Linked DNA regions of Drosophila melanogaster: region 1 is linked to region 2. A link is a contact called in public Hi-C data. All regions are on one chromosome and are shown on one strand. Each heading gives the region's core, a stretch centred on a gene start, on an enhancer-like site or on the middle of the called end of the contact. The rest is flanking DNA. Distances are from core to core; before and after follow the strand shown.

What was found. A called contact is a pair of places that touch in the nucleus more often than the background predicts.
Region 1: a contact with region 2 is called in a Hi-C map of the Kc167 cell line, with 2.4 times the contacts expected there. The contact joins the promoter of goe here to the promoter of Septin4 in region 2. A contact is called at or near these places in 33 of 107 Hi-C or Micro-C datasets (the D17-c3 cell line, the Kc167 cell line, the ML-DmBG3-c2 cell line and 13 more) and 1 of 6 datasets of contacts at active chromatin or transcription factors (the Kc167 cell line).

What each region holds. Positions count from the first base shown.
Region 1 is chrX:16,750,285-16,754,613 of dm6, reverse strand. goe (gone early) reads left to right here and starts at 2,704. Exons shown (of 11, transcript NM_132932.3): 1 at 2,704-3,106. if (inflated) reads left to right here. Exons shown (of 11, transcript NM_167544.2): 10 at 1-979; 11 at 1,060-2,425. The coding sequence ends at 1,149.
Region 2 is chrX:16,692,497-16,696,646 of dm6, reverse strand. It overlaps Septin4 (Septin 4), which reads left to right and starts at 1,474. Exons shown (of 5, transcript NM_167530.2): 1 at 1,474-1,529; 2 at 2,276-2,604. The coding sequence starts at 2,445. CG4678 reads right to left here and starts at 516. Exons shown (of 8, transcript NM_001298416.1): 1 at 430-516; 2 at 23-150.

The sequences.
Region 1 (4,329 bases), core at 1,455-3,954, 57 kb before region 2:
ACCAGTTCAGCACACGAGCAGCTCCTCCTCTTCCAACTACCGATCTTGGCCAGCGCAGCAGCAGCAGCAGCATCAGCAACTACTTTTAGCCGGTTCCGGAGGATCTGGCCTTGGATCTCCGGTTACCTTTAACGACAAATCGCAATTTGGTGGCCGTAACAACAATTTCCATACCGGTACTCTCGATTTGGGCACCCTAAACCGAGGCAATGTGGACAACGAGCTGTACAGGAGTCAGGGTCAATATCAGAATCCCAGCCAGAGTCTGGGCCAAAGCCAGGGTCAGTTCCAGGCCAATGCCAACCAGGGACATTACCAGGGACAAAATCAGGCCCAGTTCCAGGCACGTAATCCGGGCTTCCAGGGACAGACTTCCTACCAGGGACAGACGCAGTACAGTGGCCAACCAGGTGGCTATCAGACCCACCATGTTACCTACTCCTCTGGCAGCAAGCCCTACTATGGCCGCGAGAATGAGGACTTCTACGACGAGGATAACCTGCAGCAGGCAACGCCTGGACACTGGAGCAGCAGCAGTAGCTCCAGTTCCAGTTCCGGCACACGCCGCCTGCGGAGGTCCAACGATAAGGATGGGGCAACGGAGAAGCCGCTACAGATCGACCTGAACTCACCATGCCAGTCGGCCAGGTGTAAGAGCATCCGCTGCGTGGTCACAAATCTAGGCACCGAGGACGGCGACGCCGCCTTTGTGGCCATCCGTGCACGCATGGTGGCCAAGACGATGGAGAAGCTGGCCTCCAACGTGCCACTCAATGTGTCCACCCTGGCGGTGGCCAATGTCACACTGCTGCCCTTCATTGGAGCGCCGAAGGATGCCATTGTGAAGACGCACGAGATCTTCTACAAGGCGGAACCGGAACCGCTTCAGGTGCCCGATGTGGTGCCTCTGTGGGTCGTCGTACTGGCCGCCTGTGCCGGAGCCCTCATCTTCCTGCTGCTCGTCTGGCTGCTCTACAAGGTGAGTTGTTAACCCTTTCTCTCGGTGATTCCGGTATGGATGTGTTTAATCAAATATATCTCATTCCTTTAACCCTACAGTGCGGCTTCTTTAACCGCAACCGGCCAACGGATCACTCGCAGGAGCGGCAGCCACTGAGGAATGGATACCACGGCGACGAGCACCTGTAGAGTGCCAGGATGTCCTGCAGGTCCTCCAGTTTAGCAAAGGCAGCGATCGTAGCAAGAGAACTAACATAGCCACGAAATATCTCTAACATCGCACTAAAACCAAACCAAAACGTACTAAAAACAACGAAACGGCTCTAAGACGTACTAAAATCGAGCTCTTAGTCGAGTTTTAAACCATGCGATGTCGACACGGGAGGTGCAAGTGCATAATCCCCTCTATATAGATATTAATATTTTGGGGGGATCAGCCTGCTGCTTGGAAAACACGATGGAGAACATTGTTAGAAAACAACACATTTAAACTTGCCTAGTCACGACATGAAGAACTTTCTAATGCGTAAAGGTTTTTTAACTTTAACAGACACACACATTTTTTTTTTTTTATAATTTTTTGACTTTTGTGTTTTTGTTCTTTGCAACAATTTCGAGGAAAGTTACGCAAGTGCTATATTAATCTGTACTAAGGAAGCGAATTGAAGAAGTCGAAAGGAACCTAGGCTAAGTGAGTGAATGAGTCAGTTGAATGACTGAATGAATGAACACTGATTGAATGTGAGTGATAGCCAATATGGAAATATCGATGTTATAAGTTCTGAATCGAGAAAGAGGGGAGAATGTAGAGCCGATAGCTGCCCAATACTGCCACGCCCCCAGCAGCCCAGGCATGGAAAATAATACAGAGAAAATCCACACTTATTAGGTGCTACTGTAATTTTTTTTAAATCGCTTAAAATTATTCGGCGTTTGCCTAGTGCAAGGCCCATTTATGGACAATTGTTTGCCAAACTCAAAGTTTGCCGGTCGGAGGAAAAGTTACAACGCCAAAATGTGTTGAAAAATGCAAAAGAAATTATTAAAAACATTAAAAAAATTATTAAATAATCTATGTAATTCTTGAATGTAAACTCTGTGTAAATACTAAAAATCAAAAACAAAATGCAAAGCGTAGATGGAGAACAGTTGAATCGTTATATATTTAAATTAATATTGCATTTATTTCCAAATTACAGTGGGAGAAGCGCTGACCGACTTCTTGCAGTGTACTCTCGAAATAAAACCCCTGTCTGTACCACGTAAAACCCATACTAAAAATTAGTCTCGCCCGCTGCTCACAGTTAGTTTAGTTCAATTATACGCTACTGTTTAATTTATTAACTGTACTTATTAATGCGTGTCATGAATAATGATTGACTGTCCTTTATTTTTTTTTGCTAATTTCTGTATTAAATTTAATGATTTACCATAAAAATATAAATAAAAATGACGGTCGAGTTGTAAAATTAAAGAAGTGTGTGCCTTTTAATATGATTATTATGATTTATTATTATTTGGGTTCGAGACTCTGAAATGTACGGTATAATTTCATTACACATGCACAATAATCTTGAGCTATTTTAAATTAGAATAACGTTTTTCTGGCAGTTCCTTTTCCGGTTTATGTCTTTGCTATTTCATAGCAATTTTTCCCACCTTACCCAAGTTTTCCACGTTGGCGATATTTCGCGCTGATATATAGAGATGGTTTTTCGATTTCAATTGCGGCTCCGATTGTCCATCACTAGTGACCATCGCCATAAAAATCGTCACAAAACAAAACTACGACCGTTGATTTGGATGTCGTTTGCCGTTTAAAAATTAAAAAAAAAAAAAATCATAAACCGCCGCGAAAATTATAAGAAGTTGGTATTTGAATTCTTGTTAAGGATACAAAATAATTGAACTCGAATTTAAAATACGCACAACCCTGTTTTCATTGAGAAGGCGAACATAGCGGTTTATTCGGTTTCTCGTTGTTGTTGTTGCTGAGCGCGTAAGAATTCAAAGCAAACCTCCAAAAAATTCGCGCGTATGTGTACTGCCTGATTTTTTTTCGAGTGTGTGTTTTTGCAAAAAAATATATTTGTAATTGTGGCGGGATGCAAATATTTCGGAATGCCAATGAGCTATAAACAAAAAGGTAAAAAACTAAGATTTTCCTTCTGCAGAGGAATTTCCAATCGCGTATGTGCCTGTGAAAGAGACAGAGAGAGAGAGAGAGCGTAAATGTAAGCGCACTTCAAGCCACCGTTTTGTTGTTGTTGTTTTTGTACGAAGGTGGAAAAGTGTCGCAGTGTGTGTGTGCTTGAGTGTGTGTGAAATGCCGGCATAACCGGTTTAGCAAGTGGCCAAAGCAAAAACAAAAAGAAAATAAAAATAATAAAAAAAAACCGATCAGATACTTCGTTCACACGTCGATCGGTATTGTGATCAGGACTTCATATCACCCTTTTGCGACTGATGATGTGTAAAGATCGTTGGACTTACGGACATAAATGACTGAATGAAAACCGAATATATTTGTAAACCAAGTTAGATTTATATAAATTTATTTTTTAATTGTGTGTATAGAGGTTATCGACTTTCTTTTTCTAAAATCGGTGTATTCAAAAAACCAATTCGTTTCGTTCGCAATCTTCCCATGAATGAACATCGCGATCTTCTTTCGTGTGAACGACCAACAGACATACCAACAATTCTGTGTCGCTCTCTCTTCTTCGCCATCTCCTCCTCCCCCCTCATTCGCTGCAAATGCGACCGTGTCAATTCTTTTATTTTTTTTCCTTTTCCCGAAATTCCCGTAATTAATGCGTAAGAACGTCGACGTTGGCAGAAGAAGAAGAAGAAGAATCAGAGGATCACTGCATCACGTCCAAAAAAAAAAAAAAAAAAAAACAACAAGAACTCATAATTTTGAGATAATAAGCCGGTGACATTGAAAAACGTCGTAAATAACCTTGATCTTGGGCACAAATCTACAGATCTTAACGCCTGATTGCGTATTTAGCTAGTTTGCAGTTTTTGAAAATATGTTGCTTTCATTACACGCAAACAATTATTTTGGTACACATTGCATAATAAAATCATTCTAGCAGATGGTAATACTTAGTAAGAAAATTCTTGTATCTTTCCCCCGTTATTTTTTGTTTTTGATAATTTTATGACTGTGTGGATAATTATGACATTTAAAGTATGTACTTCCTGTTGTCCTTACCCCAGTACACACATCTGTTTCTCTGCTTCTTCCGTTTTGGCCCACTTATTTTTGGATTACCGTTATGAATTTAGCATTTTGAGCATGTGCAAAAGTGAAGCCTCCATTCTTCATCGCTGTATCCTCCATTGTAATGCTCACGCACAAAA
Region 2 (4,150 bases), core at 225-2,724:
CAGACAGGTATTCGGTATTCACCTGATTTCTTGCTGCTGCCTTTGGATTTCCAGTTTTCTGCTCGACAGCAATTTCTATTATTATTCTTGCAGCTGCCGTTGATGTTGTTGTTGTTGTTGTTGTTCTCGTTGTTCTTCGCACCTTTTTTTCTGCAATGGGAAATTTGCATAAAATATTCAATCAACTTTCATTGTTCCAGGCGGCTGCCATTGCCGGGCTTCAATTTCGAGCACATAAAAAAAATGCAAACAAACAGAAAGCAAAACAAAGTTCTCCCTCTTTTTTTGGGTAGTTTCTCTTTGAGCCTACGCGATTAAACAAATTAGCACTGAAAACTTGTTGAAACAAATATGCCGCGAGCTTGACAAATTGACAAAGGAAGATTTACGCGTTTCAATGGATTCTTCTTTTCATCTCATCGAGCTTACACTTTCCCAAAAAACCAGAATGAAATCGCAGAGAGAGCGAGTTTTCGAAAACGCGTCCGATTGCCAGCGCCGTTTAAGTTCGACTGAGTTTGTGGCGCGTTGTTCGTGTGCTACGGAGGCCAGAAATCAGAAATCCAGCCGCCAATGCTGCGACCTCCAATCGGGCTGAAAAAGGGTTTTAGTCACGAAAGTTTTTCTTGAAACAATTAATCATTTATATCACTGATTAAAATTATTTTTTTTGTAATTTTTTCCTTAGTTTTTGAATTTTTAAAAGCAATTTTCTTGAAAAGCCTTTTAACCTTTTGGTTTTCAAGACATTCTGCTTTTGCCAGCCTGCACATTTTGAGCACCCGCTGCAATTTTACAGCTGCCAGCTTGTGTCAGTGTGCACAATTGGAGAGACTAAGTTTGCGTATTCAGTATTTTTTAGGTATATTGTAAACTACTTTTACAATATTGTTTAGAAACAAACTCTCTCATTTTCCTAGTTTCTATTCGGTCTACAATACAATTTCTTTAAAAAACAACATTAATACAATTACGATATCTGACCGGAACGGTGGAATATCGAACATGGGGCAGTTTTTTATTTATATATTCTTTTGTTATTTATAGGTGAATTCTAAACAATATAAATGCAAAAAATGTTAAAAAAAAAAAGATCTAACTATCTATGTTCGACCTAAGTTTAGAGAAAAATCGACTCCCCACTCTTTGGGGTATATCTCCACTCGTAGGACATTTCTTTAAGGACATTTCAGGAAAAATGTAGTTGCCATAAAAAATGTTTACCTAGTTTTTGAGATAATGGCACTCATATCATTATTATTATGGACTCATATTAAATACCATTCTTATTTTTAACAAATTTTATTCTTGTTCAAATGTACTTTTAGAGGCTCAAGTTTGAATAAAGTTGTTGAAGTGAAATGGCGCAAAGTAAGACCCTTTCATCCAGCAGTATTATTTGTTCGGTATTTTTGCTGGTATTTTCGGTTCGAATGTTTTTGGAAATGGAAAAGCAGAGCAGAGCTAAATTGCAATCAGATCTCGACGCGACGGCGGTGAAGAAGCATCAGTAAAAGCGCGCGGAAAGTGTATGTTTCAAAACTCCGCTCAGAAAACCATATTTGTTATTGTAAATAATATTCCCTTAGAAGTTTGGAATATTTCCCGCGACAATTTTTTTTTCGGTGAAATTTCATACCGTTTTGCCACAAAAAAAAAAGAGGAAACCAAAACAACGGAAATAGTTAATAACAAAGTGCGTGAGCCTTTTTTTTATTATTATTTTTCGTGTGTGTAAGAGCGGTGATTTGGCGCTGTGTGTGTGTGTGTGAGTGTATTGTGCATCTCACTGTTACTTGTGGTCGTGTAGGTCAAGGTGAAGCAGCTGCACCGTTAGTTTTCCACCCATTGACTATGCAGTTTTCAATCGCAAATGCATTTGATATTATGCATATGTGTGTGCAGAAACCCTAAAAAGTCAATATTGCAGTTAGTAGCTCTCTTTCGCACTGCCCACCCTGCCTGCCTCCCAACCACCCTCCCTCCCGCTCGCACCTCATCGAGTGAGATAAGCACTAGATAAGCATGTGTACGTAAGTTACTGTTAAGCTTAACCCTTAGTGAACAACAAACTTGCACGCAAATGAAATGTGAGGTTTAAAAATATATAGAACACAATTAAACAAAAATATGAAACAGTAATTAAAGTGTGGGAGTTAATCCCCCCAAAAATCGCAACTATAACCGATTAATATGCGCTAATAAAACTAAATATATATATTTTCAGTACTTACCTATGTTATAAATTAGTTGCCCATTTTATATTAACTTTTAGTGTCAATTTAATGTGGCAGCACTAGCAGCTGGCAACGTGCAGCAGTAACAACAAAAACATAAAACAACACCGGATTGTGCAACCTGCAACTTGCAACACAAGCGGCAAAACGGCGTTTCTACCGCAGCGTCGCCTCTTCGGCGGCGGCAATGTGCCCCCCTCGGCGACCATGAAGCATCAGCCGCCGCCCCCGCCACTCCCGCTCAGCCAACCGCCCACGATGGGCGCTACAGCGGCGGGGGGCGTGGCCAGCGTCATAAGCACGATGAACGGCAGCAGCAGCAGTGGCATTGAGGCGGTTAAATGCCGACCACCCATTTACCCCAAACGTAAGTAAAAGCCTCTTTCCATGCTGCACACAAATTTGTAAAAAAAAAAAAAAAAAAAAAAATCAGAAAAGAAGCAGACGAAAACATCAAGGGGTTGATGAAGCAGTTTACAAAGGGGTTCACCGTTGTATTGTATTGTATTGGTATTGGCACTACTTACTTCTAATGCGTAAAACGCATTCCCAGAAAACTCTGGTATTCTCATAATTTGACTGAAAAAAGACAATACTGAACACAGTAAAATTCCTGGAAATATGAACGTAATGAAATGATGTAATGTTTGTGAGATTTTCGAAATCATCAATCAACGAAAGATAAAACAGATCACCACCATTTTCGCTCGGTTAAGCTTTTATTTGGAATTATTAATTAATTTCTTAGTAACTCATATCTATGATGCATAGCTAAACGAAGCCTACATCATAACATGGCTCAAGTTATCATACCAAATTGATAACGAGAACGACCTTTAAAGATAAGCGGTTGATTAGCTACAGGCCCAGTTAACCGAATGACATTAGTTTAAAGAATGTTAGGAATATTATAATATTAACATTTAGGCACAACTCCACATCTTGGCTTACAGTGCATTTGGGTTCCCTTTTTTCCACGGGCCAATTGCATTTGGCTGGATCGATCTTATCTGGTATTTGGCATTCGGTATCTGGTAACTGGGATCTGGAATATGGGATCTCGATAGGCTGCCCCATTACGTGGGGCCCACTTCGCTGCTTTTCCGCCGACAAGAAAATTGACTGGCCACCGTAACTACGTATGTATATGTACAAATATATATGTATGTATATATGTACATACTGTATGTATTTTCCGATGGTTTTGGTTTCGGTTTTGGAGGAAAGTCGACGGCGGCGGCTTCCTTTCCTTTTTGCCCACTTCACTTTGTTTTGGCTTCGCTTTCGCCTTGGATTTTTTTCATCAACTTTTTCTTGGCTTTTCGACTGGGGAGTTTGGACTGAGTTGGTTGTTGGTTGCGACTGCCGTATTTGGTAGGCGTAGACTGTGTTTTTATTTTATTATTATTTTTTTTTTTTTTTTTGCCCCATGTTTTCTATTTTGTTCCTACTTCTCAGCTTGTGTAGTGTGGCCGCACCCAAAACCACCCAGCACAATCCCAATTGCAGATCGGTCTGGGCCTTGGGTCTTTGGCTCTTTGGTCTTGGCCATTTGGCTACTTGGCATTGGCCTTAACTTGGTAACTTGGTTACTTCGGTGGGCAACGTGACCGCAGCTAACGGTTCTCCTGGTTGACATGTCGTTAGTGGCCGATGAACATTTGTGTCGCCGATATCGGGCTACGGCCCTCCTAACTTGGCCGAACGACCTATTGGAATCTATGTTTACTATGCTACACCGCAAGAAAACGAGGTCAATTATAAGCTTTTCAATTGTATTTGATGTCTATCTCAATAACTTCTCAATGGTCATATTTTTGATTAAAATTAAAAGAACACAGTAACGTCTTAAAGTAAAAGATTACATTGATCCCAAGATGTTATCATCATACTTATTATTATATTATTAATCA